Regions from separate parts of the Mus musculus genome. Here regions 2, 3, 4 and 5 are each linked to region 1. Evidence: chromatin contacts called from public Micro-C, capture Hi-C and promoter capture Hi-C data. All regions are on one chromosome and are shown on one strand. The core of a region is the stretch at or near the end of the contact, and the rest is flanking DNA. Distances in the headings are between cores, read along the strand shown.

Region 1 (4,093 bases), core at 433-2,932:
CAGGCACGGTGAGTATCCCTCTAACCCTAGGCACTAGGGGACAGGGATGAGTGGATCATGGGAGAGAGAGTGCTGGCCAGCCTGCTTAACCTAAGCAGTGAGCTTCGGGTTCAGTGAGCAATCCGGTCTTATGGGAATAAGGTGGACAGCGTTAGAGCAAGACACCCAAAATCCCCCTCTGGCATACACACACCAACCGAGCTACTCAAGTGGGAGGCAAATACACCCTGCTAAGCAAGAGAGAGAAATAACAGGGCAAAGATGGTACAGTGCTGAGAAAAGCAAAGGATGTTCTGTCCACCTCAAATACATGCCCAGGGAACACCAAAGGACAAGTTGGGAGGACGCTGGCATGCCACTGTTGTGGACTGACCATAACCAACTCTCCTGTCTTCGTAAGCACACACCATAGAAATGCCCTCCAGTTTCTTGATCAAAATCTGCGCTGCTGGGAACCAACTTTCCCAGGAGAAAGAAGGAACCAGAAGAGCTTCCAGAGATGTGGGTAACAGTGTAGTGTAGAGCCTTCCTTCCTTTGGAGACTGTTAGGAAAAAAAATGCTTAAATTTCTGCCAATAGACAGCACTGCCTAGGGGTTGCTGGTTTTTTGTTTTGTTTTGTTTTTTAAGTCATGCCTGAAATCAAGGACTGAAATGCTCCTTTTGTTATTACAGGATTCACCATGATGCAAGTCAAACAGACTGGAAACAGAAGGGCTGGTCCGTTCATTGCTGTTAGCAACCGGGGCAACAAAGCCAGTGTAACTATGGGAAGGTAAACTCACTTGGCGTTGGGGTCCTTTAGCTTTCCCTTGGCTGCCAGGTACTCCTGGAGCTTCTGCCACCGTTCTTCTGTAAAACATGGACACGAGCAAACACCAAAAACATTACAGAAAACCCTTTATATCTTTAAATATGATACTTCCCTGTAGCTATTTTGGCTTTGATAAAGTCACCAGTCCTGTTATGCTTGCTTTCAATACCAACGGTATCAGCCTGGTGCCAAGCTCTTTACTAAGCTGTTTACACTAACCATCAATCCTATGAGGTATTTGGCTGTTTGAAACTCAGATGAAGTGACAGGCTTAAATTTACCCACTAATGTGCAGCAAAGCCAGGATTTGGAATCAAGACTTTTTTTTTTAACCCTTGAGTTACAAATTGTGTGCCTAGGACGGTGCGCAGAACCGCAGGCCCATAAGTGAGGACAGAGTGTGCATCTCAAAGGTGACACGGGGGAGGGGCATACTGGAGAGGTAGAAAGGGCTCCAGGTCCCTCGGAGGCCAGGGTTCACAGCATCCTTAAGCCTCAGCCCACAGTTTATCAATCAACCTCCAGACAGCGCACATTTTATCAGTGAACCTGCAGAGACTCGGACTGGGGCCGAACCTGCCACCTGACTGCTGTCAAAGTTCTGGCCATAACTAGCAATGCAGGGGTGTCCCCCTGCGGCAACGGAGCGCGCCGCTCCTCGCCGTGGCCCGGGTCCAGCGTCCTTAACCTAACTGAGCTCGGGGGAGACTGAAGCAGGCGGGGGAGGCCTGGCAGCTTCTGGAGGCTGCCGACCACACTTACCCGCGGCTGCGCTGGCAGTGGGGCCGGGCCCCACCATGGCTCTACGGCGACAGTTTCTTCCTTCAAAGGGCGCGCCTTGTTCTAGTACGAGAACCGGGCGCCCGTCTGGACGCTCCTATTGGCTTCCGCGACTTTGAAATTCGCCAATAAAAAGACGGAGAGGGCGGGATAACAGGAAATGGACATTCGGCGATTCCCACTGGGGACCTCCCCTGAGGCTCTGCGATTGGAGAGTTTCTGAGAAGGCCCGCCCTATGGCTAGGTCACTTCCGCAGCGGTGCCTCTGAGGTGGGAGCTGGTGGGTGATGCTGGCTGGCGGAGGAGTGGCTCTAATTGTAGCCAAATTTGGGTTAAGGACGGTTGTGACAGTTGAAGAAACGGGGAGAAACAAGCCGGAGCCTAAGTCTCTGTGCTATCAGTTAGGCTGGCTTTGGCTGCAAATAATAGCATGCCAAACGAAAATGGTCCGTATCAGTTATTGTTCTCATTCTTGTAGCCGAATACCGGACAGAAACAACATAACTCCGTGTAGTCCCTGAGCAGCTCGCGGGAGCTGTCAAAATGGCGCAATCTGTCAAAAGTGTCTCAAGGGAAGGGCATCCTAAGACACAGGAGCTCAGGAGCCACACAGCTCTGAGGTGGGACAGTGTCCCCTTGGAAAGGCACCCTGAGACTCGGAAACCCAGAAACCACAGAGCTCTGAGGGTCAGAAGGTATTCCTGTGGAAGGACACCCTGAGACATCAGAGCCGGGGAACCACACAGCTTTGAGAGGAAGCCTCGTCAGCTGAGGCAGTGCAGTTCCCAGGGGAGGGTATCTCCAGCTCAGCCCAGGAGCTCAGGAGCCTCTGCCCCGCTCCACTTCTTTGTTTCTTCCCTTCCTCTGTCAATTGCTTCTTGGCTTCTTCCAACGCGAAAGTCATATGAGGCAGCAAATCTCGTAAAAGATATTTATTGGAGAAGGATGTTATGGTGGGAAGAGAAAAGGGCAAGGGGTTAGAAGAGTTTTTAAAAGAATAACAAAGATTTCCTAATAGAAAATGTAAAGAACAGAATTATATAAATTTAAGAATGGAAATAAAACATGGAAACATAATAGTTTATTTAAACAGAAAAACATCTACAAGGTAAAGTTAAAATGCTAACAAAGGCCTGCTAGAAAGAAAAAAAAAATCATGAAGGAAAGAGAAGGAAAAGGTTATCACTGGCATACCTAAACATTATCAGGTGAGTGAAGGAGAATAAAAAAAAAATCACAAAAGTTTTTGCTTTTGTTTTTGTTTTTTAATATGATAAAAAGCGCTGAGATGGCTGGGGTAAGGAGCATGCAGTGCTCTGGCAGGCCACCAGAGTTGGTTCCCAGCACCCATATTACATAACACATCTGCCTGTAACTCTAGCTCCATAGGGTCTGACATCCCGACATCCACTTGTGTGACAAGACTTTCCCTGAGGAGATGTAACACATGGCTACTTACTGCAGACAGACAAAAGCTTGGATACCACCAAAGCTCAACACGTCTTATCGGGGCTATGTACAAGAATTTGGGTGAAGGGTTACTGCACATTTCAGGTGTTCAATTATTGTTTCTGTGAATTTCCAACCCCACTTTCTAAAATAGAGTCTATTACTCCTGATTCTGACTTTCTTTTTCATTAGGTCACAGGAAAGCAGCTTCTAACCTGCTGTATTGTCTCTAAAACCACTACTTGGTTTTGGTGGTACATTATATGGTGAGTTTGTATGGACATCTACATCGGCATACACATGTACTGAATATGGATTGTATCCTTTAACTGAGCCTGGAAATATTATAATTTTCAGTGCTATCTATCTGTGAATACTGGCAGCTAGCAAAAAAAAAAAAAAAGAAAGAAAAGCTATGGAACCTGAATTTTTTTTAAATGCATTTTTTGGGGAAAACAACAAAATGTAGCAAAATATAGTAAGATAAAACAGAAATCATCATATATAAGTTGGACAAGCTATGCCAACAGAAAAATGAAAGAGCTCCAAGAGTAGGCAGAAGAATCAGAGACTTACTCATTTCCATTCAGGAGTCCCATCAGAGCATAAACTGAAAGCTAGAGTGTGTGTACAGAAACCTGGGCAGACCTGTGTAGGCCCTGCGGCTGCTGCTTCAGGCTTCAGGCTCTGTGAACGCATATGGGTTTTGCTCAGTTATTTTAGAAGGCCTTGTTCTCACATCCCTTCTGTCTCCCCGACTCCTGTCTCCATTTCCACAGGGTTCCCTGACCTCTGAGGGGAGGGATTTGATGGTGACATCTCCTTTAGAGCTGTGTGGAATCCTGGTTTTGTAAGGTGATGCTAACTTTAGTGAATTACGTGAGTGCTGACCAGTTGTCCCTAACTTTTAGGCAGTGAAGTAATAAAGACAACAAATAACAAAAACCCCTTCACTGCATCACAACAAAACATAACAACAACAAAACCCAAACCATCCCATTGCAAAACCCAAACAGAAAAGATAACAAATAAATACATCAGCTCAAACCTG
Region 2 (4,448 bases), core at 1,158-3,657, 430 kb before region 1:
CATTCTCTTCCTCTTAGAAATCTGGTGTGTCTCAGCTTTATGATTGGGGAAGGGGTAAAAGGAGAAAAAAGAGGGCTTGCTCACATCCGCCCAGCCTCTAGTGTCCACTATGGAACCAGAACCGCTAAGAGTGCTTGGAAGTTGCCATGTAAATACGGGGTAGATTAAAAGTCAAAATAAATAGCCGCTCCGAATAGAATGAAAGCTTTCATTCACAGGAGAGGCAAGCCCAGCCAGGAAACGGGTGGCTCTCTCATAGCCAGCAGACACATTGGAGACTGACACAGAAACCCACCATCTCTAAGGGCTACCCTGGTTTGGCAGCTGTCCTTTCCTCTCTACCTGGACAGTGACATGCAGTGTTCTGACTGGGTCTCTCAGCAAGACTTTCAAAGCACAAGGACATGGACTTTGCTCGATGCAATGGATGGGAGGAAACAGCTCCGTGGTATTTGTTGGATAGCCAATCCTTGGGTGGCCGGTAGGTCCCATGCCCAGTGCCCAGTGCTCCATGCTTTCCAGGGAACTGGCTATGGTCATATTTTAAACTCCTTCCTCAGTATGGTAGTGTGATGAGATGTCACCTTAGGATATTTCTGAATTAGATAACTATAGTGTCCTTACAAAAGAGACCTCATGCTGCTGCTGGTGGCACATGTCTTTAATCCTATCACTTGGGAGGCAGAAGCAGGAGGATCTCTGAATTCAAGGGCAGCCGGTCTACAGACCAAGTTCCAGTACAGCCAGAGCTACATAAAGAAACCCTGTCTCCCCCACCACCACCACCACCACCACCCCACGCCGGAATCCTTATCGATCTCCTGTCTGTTCCCACAAGTGAGGATGAAGTAAACTTTACGGACATCAGTTCTGCCTGTGGATGCCTTGATCTTGAACCTAGCTTGCAGAGCCTCGCGGCACACATTGTATTGTTTGTACACTGCCTAGTCTGGAGTACTTTGTTATAGCATCTCTAACAGGCCAAGAGAGGACTCTCGGCTTGCCTTCTGCTTTCCATCTAAAGCAGCTCAGAACCATTCCATACAGAAGAGTGAGCTTCACAAAATGTCCTTGCAGGGAGAACTAAATTACGTTTTCCAGGAGTAGAGAGGTCCGAGACATCTGGTTCACTCATAGCCTGAGTACAGGAACCTCAATTCCATGCCTGTCACAGGGCTGTTACCTAACTAGACCCCAGGCGTGTTCTGTAGCTGGGCCTTTACTTTAAACCCTTGGGAAACAGACGGAAAACTAGAAGGAAGGCTGTAGACTCTTCGTCACGGAGCATGTGCCCTACTTAGTCACTGAGCATGCGCCCTCCTAACCTAGTCACTGAGCATGCGCCCTCTTAACTTAGTCACTGAGCACGCGCCTTCCAAAAGCCCTAGGGAGAATTGATTTAAAAACTGGCAGAGTTGTCCAAAGGGTGACTTAGTCTAACTCAGAGCCCTTTAAACTTCTTGCTCTCAGTCTCTTTTCACTGAGAAATATTTCTGCAACCTTAGGAATTCAGGCACATGAAGAAGTGTACAGATCAAACACGTACTGGTAATAAATCATAAATTTATTTTAAAGTAATTATTTGCTATAAATATAATTTTATCCTTTATTAAAATTAAAGGAAATTTGATATGCTTTATTAATTTTTACATGAAGAATTAAATCTTGGCTGAATATTTGATATTGAAGAATAAGAAGCAGTTTTGACTTTTTTCCCCCCCTAAATTGATTGTTTGGTTATAAAATTGTCACACGGAGCACACCACCTCATATAAGTAAGTAGTACAAAGTAGCAAAAAACTTAGCGTGTACAGTAAAACCACTTCATTTCGTAACATAAGTTAGTCTGAGATCTGAGCCAAGTGTCCTAGGTGTGTGTGTGTGTGTGTGTGTGTGTGTGTGTGCGTGTGTGATCATTCCCGTGGTGCCCCTGGACATCTGACCAGTAGCAGTTATGGAGACCAAGGATACCTTGGATTCATTATATTTGATTTTGAATTAATTTTTGGTTTCGTGCCTCACCATTTGCTAAAATCAGTAACTCAGCTCCCATTTTTTTCGGCCCACGGTTTAAGAAGAGACGGTCTAACCTGGTCCAATTTATGAAGGCCATCTTTCTGCCATACTAACCCTGTTCTCTGTTGTCCTAGAGGAAGATGTCCTTATGTGGGCTTTGAAGTGGGACAGTCCTAAATTTGGCTCATCAATCAGCCGCGTGTAGTTGGCAGGGGCCTAGGTCTCTCCCGGCGGGCAGTGGGGACTGCGGACAGTGGGGCAGCCCAGGGTGGACACTGGCCACCCTTGGTCGCGAGGCGTCGCACCCGTTCTTTTCCCAGAGCAGAGGATTGGGCGAGCTCCCAGGCGCATTCCAGGCTCCACAGCTCCTCCTCTCTCGCCTCCGCCACAGGGCTGGCGCCTCCCCGCGTCGTCGGGACAGTCCCGTGCAGGCGGCTGCGGACTAGTGGCCTTGGAAGCTGCAAGGGACCCGCGCACTGCGGCCAGAGAACAGCGACCTGCCTTCCCCAGCAGCAAGGCTGTGAGTGGCAAGATGGGACCGGGCTCACAGCGCGCGCTTTTCCTCCTCTTGCTGCTCCTCGCCAGCCCCGGAGCGCGGGCTTTCCAGGTCAGTGTCCCCCGCAGTGCGTCTTGGAGTCCCGCTTCCCAAGGAGGTAGCGCCGAGGCCAGGGCATGCCATGCTCCACTCCTGTGCTGGAGTTGGGACTTGGAGCGGAGTCTAGGGCTGGGGTTTGGTTGATGGAGAGAGGAGCGGGGTCCTCCATCTGTCATTGCAGGCGACCTGGGCTGCTGCAGCCCAACGGGAGAAGGTGGCTCCGCGTGGGAATCGCCAGCCCGGGAAAGTTACCCAAGGATTTCTGAGACACTGGTCTTTTGTGGGTCTTGGTGAGAACACCTGGCCGCCCAATTCTGTTAGAGAATGTTCGTGCTCTCCAAACCCAACATTTACGTTTCTAACTGAAATATTCTTGCTGCCACCACACCCTAACCACTCTCAGAAATTCTTACCAGTGGCCTGATGGATCCTCAGGTGGTCCTATCCTGAGCACCCGAAGCCTCAGAGTTGCAATTATATTTTCTTACACACCCATATGAACAGCAGGGTCTTTTCTTTTCTTTTCTTTCCCTTTCCCTTTCTCTCTTTCTCTCCTTCTCTCCTTCTCTCCTTCTTTCTCTCTCTCTCTCTCTCTCTCTCTCTCTCTCTCTCTCTCTCTCCCTCGCTCCCCCTCCCTCCCTCCCTTCCTTCCTTCTTTCCTTCCTTTCTTTCTTTCTCTTTTTTTTTTGACATTTACGTCTCCAAATCCCACTGGATTTATTTGCTTGGCTAGATTTTATAACAATAACAACAACAACAACAATAAGTATTATTATTATTATTTTATTAACCATTGGAAACTGACTTTTAAAATTGAGACTGTAAATAAAAATGTATTTGAGAGACTTTGTATTGTCAGGTTCAGGTCAGCTTCCATCAAACGCGTGTCAGCAGACAGAGGTCCCTCAACGAGAGTCCTGAAGCAGCTTCTTCAACCATGCCAACAGCAGCATAAACAGCTGCAGGATGTGCAGGGAGGCTGGGTGCCTGCTGAGTGTCCAGATCCTTCTTTAAGACCACCCAGTCAGGAAGAAGTGGTATAAATTCCCTCTCTGACTGGACTCTGACCTGATCTTTGTCCATGCTCCATGTTCTGGGGCTAAATTGCTGTGCACTGGCAAGTTTCCCCGGGGATACTGAGAAGTCCCCTGGGGTGCAGCAAGGCTTTCCGAGCCTGGAGAATTTGGTTTAGATCAGACCTGCTCCTGTTAGTGCGGAAGGTAATGAGTGGGAGTCACAGGAAGTTGCTCAACAGCCAAATGGCCAGGACCCAGCCTGGGGCTACTGTGAGCCCACCCACCAGAGCAATGGGATCTCCCTAGTTTTGCAGATTACAAAGCCAAACCAAACCTTCACCCCATGCCCAGTGCCAGAAGCACAGAAGATACATCTCCACTGGGCTCCCCCATCCCAGGCTGCAAAGGGGCAGGGCATGAGAAGAGTAGACGTTCCGGAGACCAATCATCTCGTGATAGTGGGTGGGCATCTGTCCCACGGGGCGAGGTGGGAAATAGTGAGATTAGGGCAACTGGTAATCTGGTGCAGAGGCAGCACTGAGCTTGCCTCACTTTGAACATGCTCTTGCGACACTAAGATCCAATCCCTGCCGTGCCCTGGCCAGGCTTTCTCAGCCCCTCGACGCCAAGCATAGCCTTCTTTATCTGCAAAACATTTGTAGGTGAAACCAGAGGAGGCTAAAGGACCAGACACCCATGTTTGCTCTAGTTAAACTGACCTTCAGCGAATGGTTGGGGCTCCCCCATCCTTCCAGCTCCAGGCTGGGAAGCAGAGGAACGAAGCACATTGGAAGCCTGTGTTACCTTCTTCCTTGTCATCC
Region 3 (4,446 bases), core at 1,707-4,206, 350 kb before region 1:
GCCAACTCTAGCAACATTGAGCCATCCTGGGTTTTTATTTCTCCTATTGCGGCAAAAAAAAAAAAAAAAAAAAAAAAGAGGGTCTTGAAATGCAGACCACATTGGTCTCAAACTCAGAGATGTACCAGCTCTGCCTCCTCAGTACTGAGATTAAAGTCAACCACTATGCCCTGTTGCTACTTCTTAATCTCCTCGGCTGGCTCTTCACTTTGCAACTCTCAACAGAGCCAGTCCTCGCCTTTCCTTTTTCTAAGCTTTCATCCTCTGTGATATCCTTCAATCCTCCAGCTTCTAATATCATCTTATACAGCTAATTCCAATATCCTTGTCTCCAAATCCAAGCCCTTAACAACCAAACAGCCAACTTCCCATTCAACTGATTTACCTGGATACCCACCATGAAAACCACCTTTCAGTAAGACTCTTCCTTAACTATCTTCTTTACCACACAATCCTTATTATTCCACAAATACCTCCTAACTCCTCACCCACGTTTTCATTTCCTCCATGGCTTTCATTATCATCTAAACTTCGTATCTGTGGTCCACCTCAATAATACACAATTCATGACCACCTGCATTTCTCTGTATTTTATTCATTTACTTTTCTATCACCATGGCCCTGAATGACGTGTCTTCTGCCAGTAGAGGTTGTTTTAAATAAATGAATATTCCTATCAGGAACAAAGTCACCCCTGCTTCAAGCTGGAGACATGGCTTAGTAGTTAAGGGCACTGGCTGCTCTTCCAGAGGACCTAGCTTGATTTCCATCACCTATTTGGTGACTAACAACCACAGGTAAGATTACTTTCCTCTTCTGGCCTCCAAGGACAATGGACACACCTGGTGCAGACAAAACATTCATACATATAAAATAAATTAAACAACAACAACAAAAAAAAACCAAAACATGTTTTAGTGCACTGAAAAAAAGTTTACAGGCAAAATCAAAAGACAAACTAAGAGAAAAATACAGAAATCTAAAACCTTGAAAAAGACCTAAAGGCAAAGTGAAAAGCAGGCATACAAACACACACCTTACTTTCAGACCCGTTTTCACCTATCTTTTGGCCAATCCAAGTATCCCTTACATATTTCAGCCAAACTTTAGTAAGTGGGTATATTGTTTTATACATGTTTGAAGTGTTAACTATTTTTTTAACCTTACTCAGTTCTCATACATGTTAAAAATTATAATTCATTTCTCTTGTTGTTCTTACATGTTATCACCTGCAAGTAATGTGTCCATTTCTTCACAGTATCAACAGGACTTAATTTCCATGAATGATTCTGCTTTAGAAGCTGGGTGATGAACTCATATGTAATGAAGTAACTTGAGCACCTTAATCCTCTATGCCTCAATTTTCTCATCTGTAATGTGAGACCATCACTTTCTTCTTAAGGTTGATGTGAAACTTTTAGTTTCACATTAGGGTTGGCGAGATGGCTCAGCAGGTAAGAGCGCTGACTGCTCTTCCAAAGGTCCTGAGTTCAAATCCCAGCAACCACATAGTGGCTCATAACCACCCGTAAAGAGATCTGACGCCCTCTTCTGGTACGTCTAAAGTCAGCTACAGTGTACTTATGTATAATAATAAATAAATCTTTGGACCGGAGCAAGCAGGGACTGATGGAGCAGGGCCAACTGGATTGAGAGGGGTTGACCAGAGCGAGCAGAGGTCCTTAAAAAAAATTCAATTCCCAACAACCACATGAAGGCTCTCAACCATCTGTACAGCTATAGTGTACTCACATACATAAAACAAATAAATCTTTTTTAAAAAAAGTTTCACATTAATTACACAGCAAAGCTATGGTAGCCCAATTAGGCTAACAGTTTCCACTAAGGTATTTGAGACTGAGCAGTGAACATATACATATATCCTTTCCCCTTGAAACAGTGTTTCCCCTATGTAGCTGAGGTTGGCTTGGAACCTGCTATTTAGACCAGGCTGGTCCCAGTCTCCCAAGATCTGCCTGCCTTTCAAATGCTGAGATTAATAGGCCCAGCCCAACACTGTAATGTTATCTTAATGAGGGTGGAAAAAAACTCGTGAAGGATGTGTCAAGGGTTCCACTGAGGAAAGAGAGAACATAGAAGACAAGGATTTAGGAGAGATGGAGTTTGAGGGCATTATCAACTCAAAAAACTAAAAAGTGGGCCGGGCAGTGGTGGCACATGTCTTTAATCCCATACTTGGGAGGCAGGGTCAGTCGGGTTTCTGAGTGAGTTCCAGGACAGCCAGGACTACACAGAGAAACCCTGTCTCGAAAAATTAAAACCAAAAAAAAAAAACCAAAAAAAAAAACCAAAAACCAAAAAAACCTAAAAAGTGAGTGGGTATCTGCACAGAAATCCCGCACTCTGACTAAGTACGAGATTAACAACACGCTTTTCCAAATTAACAGAAAAACTAAGCCGAAATGATGCTTGCTGCTTTATTCTGGGAGTTCTGGTTCAGGATCACTGGCAGAGCAGTCTATGTATCCTTCAACTCTCGAGGTGCCGGCAAAGCCACCTCGGAGGTGACTGACAGCAAACACGTTAAGCGCACGTGCAAGGGGAGCAGCCGGCCCCTGGGGGCAGATTCAGAGGCTGGGGCCTCCTCCCGCCGCCCGGCCACTGCCCTCGCCCGCAGTCCCTACTCTGACTTCCACCCCACTTCCCCTTCCGACCTCCCCGCTCCGGTCCCGGCCCACGCGCCAGCCAGGGCTCGCCGGTTTCCAGGAGCGAGGGGGCGGAGCCCAAGCGGTGCCCTGCAAAGGACCAGAACGTGGGGATCACCTTTCCTCAGGGTCGGCGGCCGGTTTTTTGCCGAGGGCCGGATTGGGGGGCTTTGAAAAGAGATTTTCAAAATCCATAACTCAGACAGGGACCGTTCCTCTCCACGCCGAGCAGGTACTGAACAACCAGCGAAGCGGAGGCTACAGTCGCGCCAAGGGCCACACGCTCCGCCCAGCGCACGCGCACGCGCTCGCGCTCATGTTGCTTGGGCGCGACTCCGCGCGACCTGGCCAGCCCTACCACGCATGCGCAGTTCTCACCGTTGGTGGGGAGGCTTTCGGTGCCTGAGCTGCGCACGCGCAACTCTCTGTACTTATGTCCGATTCGTTCCTTAGTGCAGCACTACAATGTCGTTAAAAAATTAAAATAATCTTTAGGATTCTTCTTTAGAAAGCTGTGCTATTTTTATATGTACGAGAGAGAGACAGAGAGAATGAGTGCAGATGCCCGCGGAGGCCAGTTATTGTAACCCACCTGACATGAGTGTTGGGAACAGAACGCAAGACCTTTATGTTTTAACTATTGAGCCATATATCTCTTCCAGCCCCTTTAAAATTGACAGGTGACCAAGCAAAATTAATTGCACAAAAAGGAACCTAGACGATCTCTTCTGAGTAAACACATAAATATATTTAAAGCAGGCAAATTCAATAGAAAGTACTAAGTATTAAGACTATTTGGGGGTGGGGGGGTGGGGGGGTGCAGTCTTAGAGACCTGCAGATGAAGATGCAAAACTCTCAGTTCCTGCTGCACCATGCCTACCTGGATGATGCCATGCTCATTCCTTCATGATAATGGACTGAACCTTTGAATCTGTAAGCCGGCCCCAATGAAATGTTGTCCTTATAAGAGTTGCCTTGGTCATGATGTCTGTTCACAGCAGTAAAACCCTAAATAAAATGGAAGCTGGTAGCCGGGCGTGGTGGCGCACGCCTTTAATCCCAGCACTTGGGAGGCAGAGGCAGGTGGATTTCTGAGTTCCAGGCCAGCCTGGTCTACAAAGTGAGTTCCAGGACAGCCAGAGCTATACAGAGAAACCCTGTCTCGAAAAACCAAGAAAAAAAAAAATGGAAGCTGGTACCAGGGATAGGTCTGACCATGCTTTTGTTTGGAAGAATGTTGATTTCAGGACTTTGGATTTGGAAAGCGGTGGAATGTTTTAAATGGGGCTTAATGGACCATCCTAGTAGGAATATGGAAGACTTGCTGAGAATAACTGTGCAGACCAGGCCCAAGAGGTTTCAGAGAAGAATTTTCAGTTTGTGGCATAGAGACTGTTTTTGTGGTATTTTGGTGAAGAATGTGGCTGCTTTTTGCCCTTGTCTGAGAGTCTATGTGGGGCTAAGGTAAATATATATATTAATTGCATTGACAAAGGAAGTCTCAAAAAAGCCCAACATAGACTTTGTTCTCTGGTTAAATCTCATGAAGAGGTTTTTTTTTTTTTTTGAATAAGTGTAGCAGGCTTTGAAAGGAAAAATACAAAATATGTGGTTGACATTAAAGGGGCACCAGGAAGTGAAATGGAACTGAATCTTATGTTCAAGGAGGTTAAATTGAATTAAGGAAGTGTTGACCTTAGGCCAAGATCCACACAGCAAAGTACAGGTCTTTAATTCCAGGAGGCAAAGACAAGCAGATCTCTGACTTTATGTCCAGCC
Region 4 (4,519 bases), core at 821-3,320, 400 kb after region 1:
TTTGAAGCCAACCATTTTGAGTCATCAGAGAGGTAGCCATAATAGCATTTACTGAGTGCCTACCAAATGCCAGGCGCATACAGCCTCCCATAGGAGTCTTGTAGTGACATAGGGAAAGGACATTATTATTATCTTCATTATATTGGTGAGGAGATTACGGCTGAAAAAGGAAAAGCAGTCGTTACAAAGTTACACGCAGCAAATAATGGAAGACCATTGGGTTTGAACTCAGCACAGGCTCAGGAGGGGTCACACACACTTAGGCAATACATGGAAAATTCTTGAGGTAAAGCTCCGGAAGTCCTGAGAGTTATCACACCCTTCCACGTGTCTTCTCAAACAGCCCTGACCCAACCGCTTGAGTAGCCTACGGTGTCAAAACAGTGGATCCTACCACACAGCATCCGTGGACCCATTGTGACACCGCACTCCCATCTGCCAGCTACTCCTGGAGACAAGAGGAGTCACCTGCCACCCATCACACTTAGCACAATGAGGACAAAGCAGTGGGCTCAGGATTATGCCAATACACACGCACACACATGCACACACAACACACATAACTCACCCTGCTGGGGCTGCTTCAAGAGCTCCCCCACGCAGATCTCAAAGCCTGGGGATGAATGACCTGTAAAAACAGAACAAAAGATAAAGTGGGGTGGTATGGGAGCACTGGTGAGGTGAGCAGAGGAGGAGGGTGAGCAGAGCGTAGGCATGAAACCCCCATGACTAGGAACAGAAAAGGACTGACATTCTGAGAGGTTTTGCAACAGATCTTGACAGCAACGCCTGTCAGGTTAGAAAGATATCAGTGTGTATTTCACCAACCCTTGGCAGAAGGGTGATAATGAAGGTTTGCTCTCTGTGGGAGGGTACTCGAAACCAGATCCAATAACCTAAAGAGCTCGGAGGCTTTATTAAGGGATACTTGTAAATCTTGAGAGGTTCTCAGAAAACACACACACACACAGGGAAAAGTGACAAGACACAGAATTTACTGTTCAATCATGGAGGTGACTACAGTCGCCGTCTCTGAAGCTCGCCAGCTTTTTGCTGATGTCAAACTTTGGGGTTCTACAGCACTTTCTTTAAACATGAGCATTGCTATCAGAGAGCGGGTGACTTTCCTCAAAAGAGCCTCCACCAGCCTAACTTAGCTGCCTCCAGCGGTAGCGTGACTGTGATTTACAGGAAAGCAACAAGTCCTTTCACAGTGAAATTGACATGGGAAGTCCCCCTCAGACTGGGTATCCAGCCGAGCTCTTGCTTTCCTTTCTAGTTCCCTTTCAACCAAACAACCCCAGACTTCATTCTGAGTGAAATCAAAGGAAGCCACTCAAATCAGCACCTTGTCAGAGATTAAACGTGATTCAAAAAGAGTGAAAAAGGACGGCACTTATTTATGCATTGATGGTGCAGATCGGTACTTGGCAAATGCCGAGTCCTGAACCTCATTAACGTTCCCAACCTGTGTAAGCTAAGTCCAGTGAGAACGTTGACCTTTAAGATCATGCTAATTAGTGAAACCTCTCAGTTTTCCACTCAGGCTACCACCTTCTCCTCAGATCCTGAAAACTAGTGTGGGGACTGCTGTGTGGCAGAGGCGAAGCCCCGCTAGCACCTGTGGGCGCCAGGACTGTTCAGGGCATGGTTTCCAGAGGACAGGCAGCTCTTTGGACTCTCTGAGCTTCTGTAAGCTCACCTTGAAACTATGATTTCCCTGTGCTGAGTAACCAGACCCAAACCTAACTTCCCCCGTCCAAGCTCCCACCGGCGCCCCTGCATAGCACCAGGAGCACATGCATAAAGCCAGAGAGCCTGAGCGCCCTGCGGATCTTACCTGCTTACTGCTTTGTCCCTGGCAGGCTTCTGGCTGATCAGGTGGTAGGGTGGCCGATCCAAGATTCAGAAGGTACCCTGACTCTAGCTCAGAGAAGTGCCACAGAGGAAGCGACGAGGGCTACCAAATCCCCCTATGGCAGTTCTGGAGCCTTATTCCCCTTTTATAGATGAGAGTCTCCCCCTGTCGCTCAGCCCTCTCAGCGCTCGCTCACAGAGCACAGGCTGCCAGGAGCCAATGGGGGAGTGGCAGAGCAGTCAACGCTCAGACCCCCGGGTCCTTCCACTCAACTCCCTGGGCCCGAGTGAGACACAATAGCTGCTCCTGGTGATGTGGGTGTGGAGGAGGATGCTTTCGCGAAGCCCGGGGGTGGATTCTGGTGTAGCGCTGTTTGTCACTTTCAATGCGGCCACTTTTCAGCATCTCCAGGAGAGTGTCACAGGAAAACAGAGACAAAGGTGGGGGAAAGGCAGAGATAGGAGGAGACAGAGAGAGGCGCAGAGAGTCCAATAGAAAGGCAAAAAAAAGTTGAGAATCAGAGAATGGAAACAGAGAGAGGCATGTCTGAAGCACAAGGAAGCCTAGGCAAAGTAAGAGGAAAAGAGAAAGAGCCACAGCCACAGAGGCTATCAAAGATCAGGAGAAAAAGAGGAACAGGGGGTCGGAGGAGGAGGAATGCAAGAAACAAAGGCTGTCTCAAAATATAGGGAACCAAAGGATATGCTGAAGTGTTCAAAGCAGAGGTCTTGGTTATAGAAGAGGAACATTCAGCTCCATGTTGGCAGGGACACACACACACACACACACACACACACACACACACACACACACTAGCATGCATATGAGTGTACATTTGCCTGAGAGTGCCAGGTGACTTGGGCACCTGTCTGAGTTGATGCCAGACACTGCCTTTCCTCAACCAGAGGCTGCCGTTCAATATTCAGTTTTCTCTGGCAGCCCCTGGTTCTCACAAACAAGGATGGCTGCAAACACCTCCCAGAATACCCATGTCTCTGAGTTTGGAAGGAAACATGCTTGTCTCTGTAGTCAGCTGCAGAGATGTTCACCTTGTGGGGGGGGGGGGATAGCAGAGGCTGGCTGGGCAGTCCGTGTCATGAACACCTGGGTTGCACCAGGCAGTGAGCAAAGACATCAACTTTAATCCTCACATTCTGGCCAGGCGCAGAGGCAGAGGCTGGAGAGCTTAGAAACTGGACACAGAACACAGCAAGTCATCACCCAGACCTAGATGGATCTGGTCCTTCCCATCATCTACTGGACAAACGCCCACTCTGAGGACTTGGTTCTACAGTGTCTGTGACTTGATCTGTTTACCTGAACAAGGTCGATGACAGCTACAGCTAGTAGTAACATTGGATGTGTCAGCTTGGTCTCTGCCTCTGCCACCCATCTGTGCAGAGCCCTAAGTCAAGTGAGTGGGTTCAGCCTCAATCTGCTTATCTGTAGAATGGGGGAAAGAACCCCACTGGGATCTTGGCATAGTGAAAGGAGGAAATGCCAAAAGCAATTGCCATAGCTGGCATGTGGCCAGGACTTCCCTACAGCTGTCCTCCAGGTAATGGTGATTACGTCATCAGGCTCTGATGTACCAGCCACACTTTGTACTTCTCTGGGGCATCATCCTCTTCCTGCCGCTGGATCATTGCGTGCTCTCATACAACTAGGGTGACAGACAGGGCTATTTGGTGAGTACCTGGTTCATCACAGACGTTGTCACTTGTTTCACCATATCCTCCCCTTAGACAAGCAATGCTGTGGAGAGTTTGTCAGCCTGCAGCTTTGCATGATTAAGCTGTGGAGTGTGGTGTAGTACCAGCCAAGCAGGGAGAGTGGAACTTTCCATGTCCCTCTGGCCTTGACTCCAGGCCCCCGGCCCTCTCTCATCTCTACCCTAAGCTTTCCTTCTGCAGGATTCCCAGCCCAAGGTGAATGCTTGCTGGTGTTGTACGGCATTTGGTGGCTGTGTCTCAGGCTGTCTGCCTACTTGCTGAGTCGGAGCTCCTGAGCATCTCCCTAGTCACTGTTACCCAGGGCTCTCACAACCTGAGAGTGAACTGTGTCTTCATCCTCAAGGTCCCAGGCTCATGCCATTCACTCCCATTTTCCTTAATTCCCTTGTCTTTTAAGTTCTACCTCCATAAGCTCTTGCCAATAACCTTGGAATAGATGGATTCTGTAAGAGACAAGGTGGAGTCACTCCTGTAGCTGCTGGAAGTCAGCAGGCAATAGGGAGAGAAGTAAAAATACGACATCATGAGAAGAGTGCAGTGAGGCAGAGATGCTTGGTGTTGAGTAGCCTTCACCTGAGTCTAATGGAGCCTCAAAAGCAAATACTTCAGGCATTTATTTTTCCTCTCTATTTGCAATGTCCTCTAAACACACATGTGTGCTTGTGCAGCACACACACACACATGCACTCACAGAAATGTTGTATACACAAAAATAATTGCTGCCCACACATGCAGGAAAAGGCTAGAAAAAGACTCTTCATATCCCTGGAAAACCCTAACACAAAGTTTCTCCCTCCCTTAGGCTAAGACACCTCTCCTACTTGGGGTCCTAATGCAGGTCTCTGAGCACCATCAAATGACAATAGGAAGCGGGGCTCACTGGACTGCCCTGTGTGCTTAGCATATCCATCGCAACTGACGGGTACCT
Region 5 (4,159 bases), core at 1,175-3,674, 500 kb after region 1:
CTGTCATGGGAAAAGCCACCATGAATAGTTTTATACAAAAGTCTATTTGTGAATCTAAGTTTTCATTTATCTTGGGTAAACCTCTAGACTGGGAACTAGCTAGGCCACAGGCAGACATATACATTTAACTTTGAAAGAAACTATGTTTTCAAGGATGTCATAAATACTCTTTGTCACTCTCTATGCCAGGAAGATAGAAACTGCTCATAAATGTTAGCTATCAAGCATAAAAGCAAGTGAAGATTACTTTAGTAATTTAAGCAAGTCCAAATTTAAGAATCAAATGTGAAAGTATTTTATTAGCTAATTCAACAGCTGCAGGGGACTCATACCTCTGAGCCTCTGGGGTTCATCACCATCTCTGTAGGATTGTGGGTACCAGGGTAGAGGACAACTTTGTGGAGTTGATTCTCTTTTCACCTTTTTGTCAGCTTGGGGGGTGGGGTGGGGATTGAAATCAAGTCATCAGGTTCACACTGAGCCATTACCCAGGCTGTTTTACATTCTAATAGTCTCTTTAATTGACCAAGGTTATCTCCCTGGCCACTCTTGTACTTGCTGTCTCTTCTCCCTGCAATGCCCCACCACTAGTTGTGGCATGACTGGCTTCTTGCTATTCATTACTCAGATGAGTGTCATTTTCTAAAGAGATTGCTGCCAACTGAATTGTGGTCCTACCTCAGAATCATGTGTTGAACCTATAACCCCCAATAGGTTAGTAACAATATTTGAAGATGAACCCTTTAAAGAAATTTAAGTTGTTTAAATTGTGAGGTTGGGTATGGTGGTGCACACCTTTTGATCCCAGCACTTGGGTGGCAGAGACAGGCAGATCCCTGAGTTTAAGACCAGCCAAAGCTAAGTAGAGAAACCCTGTCTCCAAACAAACAAACAAACAAACCCAACCAACCAACAAAACAAAAACAAAAAACAAAAAACCCAAATCACCACCAATTAAAAAAAAAAAAAAACCCAACAACCCAGCAACAACAAGGAAAAGAAGTAAAGGAGTTTCGGTTAACAACGAGGCTGTTGGAATCCTTATCCAATAAGGCTAGGTGCTGAGGACTCGTATATTGGACTAGAAGAGAAAGGAAAGGACAATCGGTAAACCTTGAGATGGCATAGTAAACAAAAGCATGGCATTGTTCATGGTTCTGCACTGTATTGAGAGTGTGCTAGAGAGTATCTTTGTCCTTGGGAAAAAAACACACACACACACATATATTTGTGTGTGTGTATATATATATGTGTGTGTGTGTGTATATATATATATATGTATACATATATATCTTATAAATATAAAAGGATTTACAACATGTATACATTCATACATACATATTTGTGCACAGAACATGAAAATATAGCAAAACAATGTAATTCTGGCAAAAAAAAAGATGAGACTTTACTATTCTTACACCTTGTGTGTATATGTGACCACTTACATACAGAAAAGCTATAGAAATTCTAGAAACTCTTGTTTATTGTTTTACATTACATTTAATCTGTCTTGTGTGTATTTTAACACTGTTCTAAGTACTTTAACTGTGAGACATCTACGAAGACACAAGGTTGACTGTCTCCTCCAGTGTCAAGAGTCGCAATTAAGGCAAAGACTGTCGTGTCTACTCCTTTTTCCCCAGACTTAAAATAGTGTGTAGCAGAAACTCTAGTTACTGTCCTTCAATATCAGCTAACAAAATACTGGGCACCTTCTAGGCATTGGAGTACAAAGCAGGGTACAAAATACTTTAAAAAACCACGCCTAGGGGCTGGAGATGTAGCTTTGTAAAGTGCCTGTCTAGCATGCACAAAACCCTTGGATTCCTAGCTCTGTACAAACAAATAGGGTGTATAAATTGGGTGTGGTGGTGCCCGCCTTTAATCCCATTACTCGGGAGATGAAGACAAGAGGAAAAGTTCAAGATCATTCTTAACTACACAGCCATTGTGCTCCCTCCCACCACAATGGGCGGCCGGGGTGAAGGGTATCAAAATCCAAGCCCAAAGCAGCTTATATCAGGCACTCAATTAGCCAGCCATCATATTTCACTTGGTCCTTTGCAACCTTGGAAGTGCGGACCACCCGGGTTTGGCAGAGAAGGATACTGAGGATTAAGTGCGGCTGAGATCATTGGGGTCATTAGTGGGCGTGGAGATTAGCGTTCTAACCCTGGTCTCAGCTGTGAATCGATTACACCTAAGCCATTCCCCCAATCAGCATCAAGTGCCGAGTGCGGGCGTAGAGGTACGATGCAGGTCAAGTCCGGAAAGGCGTTTGCGGAGTGCAGGCGCCTCGCGAAGGCCCTCGGTACAAATCGCGGGATTTTGGCGCGCTCTTTTTGTTGGCTGGGTGTTCTCGCCAGTGATTGGTTCCGGGCTGTCGCGGCGGCTGGGTCTACCTCGGCTGCAGAGAGGCGGCGCGGCTCTCCGCTGGCCTCCTGGGGGATGGGCCACCAGGAATCTCCGCTGACCAGAGCGGCGGCGGGAGGTGCAGCTTACATAAAGAGGTTACGTAAAGTGCTCAGCTGGCGTGAACTCGGGGACGGCCACGGGAACCTGGAAGCCGAGGCCTCCCCCGGGAGCGTTGCTGTCATCACAAGAGCAGCGCCGCGACGCGCTACACGCTCAGCCAGGCTCCCCGCCTCGCGCCCTACCCGGCTCTGCAGACAAGCCCGGCTCGGAACGGACCATCCTCCGGCGCGGGCTCCAAGGGGGAACCGGTTCGCCCGGAAGAGGAACAGCGCCGGCCAGGTAAGAGGGAGTGGAGGGAGGAAGGGAGGGCCGAAGCGGGAGCCCCGGCGCCCCACCGTAGTCCCGGGGGCGTCACCGGGGCCTCCGCCTGTCGTCCTCGGAAGCCGATCTTTTAGCCGGTTTCCCTTCGCCCGCTGTCCCCGGGGGTCTGGGTCGTCCCGCCGGGCTCTCCTGGGTTTGATTCACGGGACTGTTTACACCGGGAGAAGCCCGGGTAGGACGTGGGGAGGGGCCGTTGAGAGGGGGCTAAGCCCCAGGAAAGTTTAAGCCGGCCGTCTTCGATGGGGACGATCCCTACGGCTTTATTTATTTTTTCTGCTCCTGACGGATAAGTCGGCGAGAGGGGACGGTTTGCGCTTCGGTTTCCGGTCCTCCCTCGGTACTTCCCGGTGGTTCCGTCTTTCCCGCTTTCCTTTCCCTTCCCCCGTTCAATTCGAGACGGTGGCTCCTTCTTAAAGGGGCCGCGACCGGCGGCGGAGGTGGGACGCCGGACGCTTTAAGTTCCTCATCTACCCTTCTCGGCCCGGTGGGTTTTAACTTCTCCCTCTCGCCCTTAGATCACCATCCAAGGTCCCGCTCCTCCACATCTCGGGGCTAGACGGAGGGATGAGGCAAGGGGGGCCCGGGCGGCGCCGTTGCTGCTCCCCCCGCCCCCCGCAGCCATGGAAACGGGGAAAGAGAACGGAGCCCGCAGAGGGACAAAAAGCCCGGAGCGGAAAAGGCGAAGCCCAGTCCAGCGGGTACTGTGCGAGAAGCTGAGGCCGGCGGCCCAGGCCATGGATCCGGCTGGGGCCGAGGTCCCGGGCGAGGCCTTCCTGGCCCGGCGGCGGCCGGATGGCGGCGGCGGGGATGTTCCTGCACGGCCGCGCTACAGCCTCTTGGCGGAGATCGGGCGCGGCAGCTACGGCGTGGTTTATGAGGCTGTGGCTGGGCGCAGTGGGGCCAGGGTGGCAGTCAAGAAGATCCGCTGCGACGCTCCCGAGAACGTGGAGTTGGCACTAGCAGAATTCTGGGCCCTCACCAGTCTCAAGCGGCGGCACCAGAATATCGTGCAGTTTGAGGAGTGCGTCCTACAGCGCAACGGGTTAGCCCAGCGCATGAGTCACGGCAACAAGAACTCACAGCTTTACCTGCGCCTGGTGGAGACCTCGCTCAAAGGTAGACTACAGCCGGCAGTCCTGCCCTCTCCTGGACCCCCTTGTTCTCAGAACCACTCAGTTCTAATAACTGTCTCTGGCTCGCTAAGGTCCTTGACCCGGCTTTGGGACCTTCTTTCTTGCTAGGAAATCAGTCTGTTCCCCAGCCGTTAGCTGACATTCCCTAACAAGCTCACCAAGTGCTAACCTTGATCTTTTTAAGTACTCACTCAGTAGGTGTGAGCCATAATTACAAGCCTAGCATTTTA

Evidence for each region. Promoter capture Hi-C pulls out the DNA fragments that hold promoters and counts their contacts. A called contact is a pair of places that touch in the nucleus more often than the background predicts. Capture Hi-C pulls out chosen DNA fragments and counts their contacts.
Region 2: a promoter capture Hi-C map of hippocampal neurons shows a contact between it and region 1, with 2.6 times the contacts expected there. The contact joins the promoter of Fbln7 here to the promoter of Ckap2l in region 1. A contact is called at or near these places in 5 of 39 promoter capture datasets (hippocampal neurons, liver, maxillary cranial neural crest and 2 more), 1 of 115 datasets of contacts at active chromatin or transcription factors (embryonic stem cells) and 1 of 9 other capture datasets (macrophages).
Region 3: a contact with region 1 is called in a promoter capture Hi-C map of erythroid cells, with 7 times the contacts expected there. The contact joins the promoter of Zc3h8 here to the promoter of Ckap2l in region 1. A contact is called at or near these places in 14 of 39 promoter capture datasets (3T3-L1-derived adipocytes, the C10 cell line, cranial neural crest and 10 more), 2 of 484 Hi-C or Micro-C datasets (CD4 T cells and muscle stem cells), 5 of 115 datasets of contacts at active chromatin or transcription factors (astrocytes, effector CD8 T cells, embryonic midbrain and 2 more) and 3 of 9 other capture datasets (adipose tissue, liver and pancreatic islet).
Region 4: a contact with region 1 is called in a capture Hi-C map of macrophages, with 3 times the contacts expected there. The contact joins the promoter of Pdyn here to the promoter of Ckap2l in region 1. A contact is called at or near these places in 1 of 39 promoter capture datasets (embryonic stem cells) and 1 of 9 other capture datasets (macrophages).
Region 5: a contact with region 1 is called in a Micro-C map of muscle stem cells, with 11 times the contacts expected there. The contact joins the promoter of Stk35 here to the promoter of Ckap2l in region 1. A contact is called at or near these places in 1 of 39 promoter capture datasets (cranial neural crest), 3 of 484 Hi-C or Micro-C datasets (embryonic stem cells and muscle stem cells), 6 of 115 datasets of contacts at active chromatin or transcription factors (astrocytes, bone marrow-derived macrophages, embryonic stem cells and 2 more) and 1 of 9 other capture datasets (liver).

Annotation. Positions count from the first base shown.
Region 1 is chr2:129,295,530-129,299,622 of GRCm38.p6, forward strand. It overlaps Ckap2l (cytoskeleton associated protein 2-like), which reads right to left and starts at 1,683. Exons shown (of 9, transcript NM_181589.3): 1 at 1,576-1,683; 2 at 785-851. The coding sequence starts at 1,612. It overlaps Gm14023 (predicted gene 14023), which reads left to right and starts at 1,841. Exons shown (of 5, transcript NR_040371.1): 1 at 1,841-1,873; 2 at 3,235-3,308. It overlaps Il1a (interleukin 1 alpha), which reads right to left. Exons shown (of 7, transcript NM_010554.4): 7 at 4,081-4,093.
Region 2 is chr2:128,861,525-128,865,972 of GRCm38.p6, forward strand. Fbln7 (fibulin 7) reads left to right here and starts at 2,408. Exons shown (of 8, transcript NM_024237.4): 1 at 2,408-2,623. The coding sequence starts at 2,549.
Region 3 is chr2:128,941,064-128,945,509 of GRCm38.p6, forward strand. Zc3h8 (zinc finger CCCH type containing 8) reads right to left here and starts at 2,957. Exons shown (of 9, transcript NM_020594.2): 1 at 2,785-2,957. The coding sequence starts at 2,861.
Region 4 is chr2:129,697,868-129,702,386 of GRCm38.p6, forward strand. Pdyn (prodynorphin) reads right to left here and starts at 2,071. Exons shown (of 4, transcript NM_018863.4): 1 at 1,841-2,071; 2 at 569-628.
Region 5 is chr2:129,798,093-129,802,251 of GRCm38.p6, forward strand. It overlaps Stk35 (serine/threonine kinase 35), which reads left to right and starts at 2,425. Exons shown (of 4, transcript NM_183262.3): 1 at 2,425-2,754; 2 at 3,312-3,912. The coding sequence starts at 2,449. Stk35os1 (serine/threonine kinase 35, opposite strand 1) reads right to left here and starts at 3,367. Exons shown (of 1, transcript NR_029452.1): 1 at 277-3,367.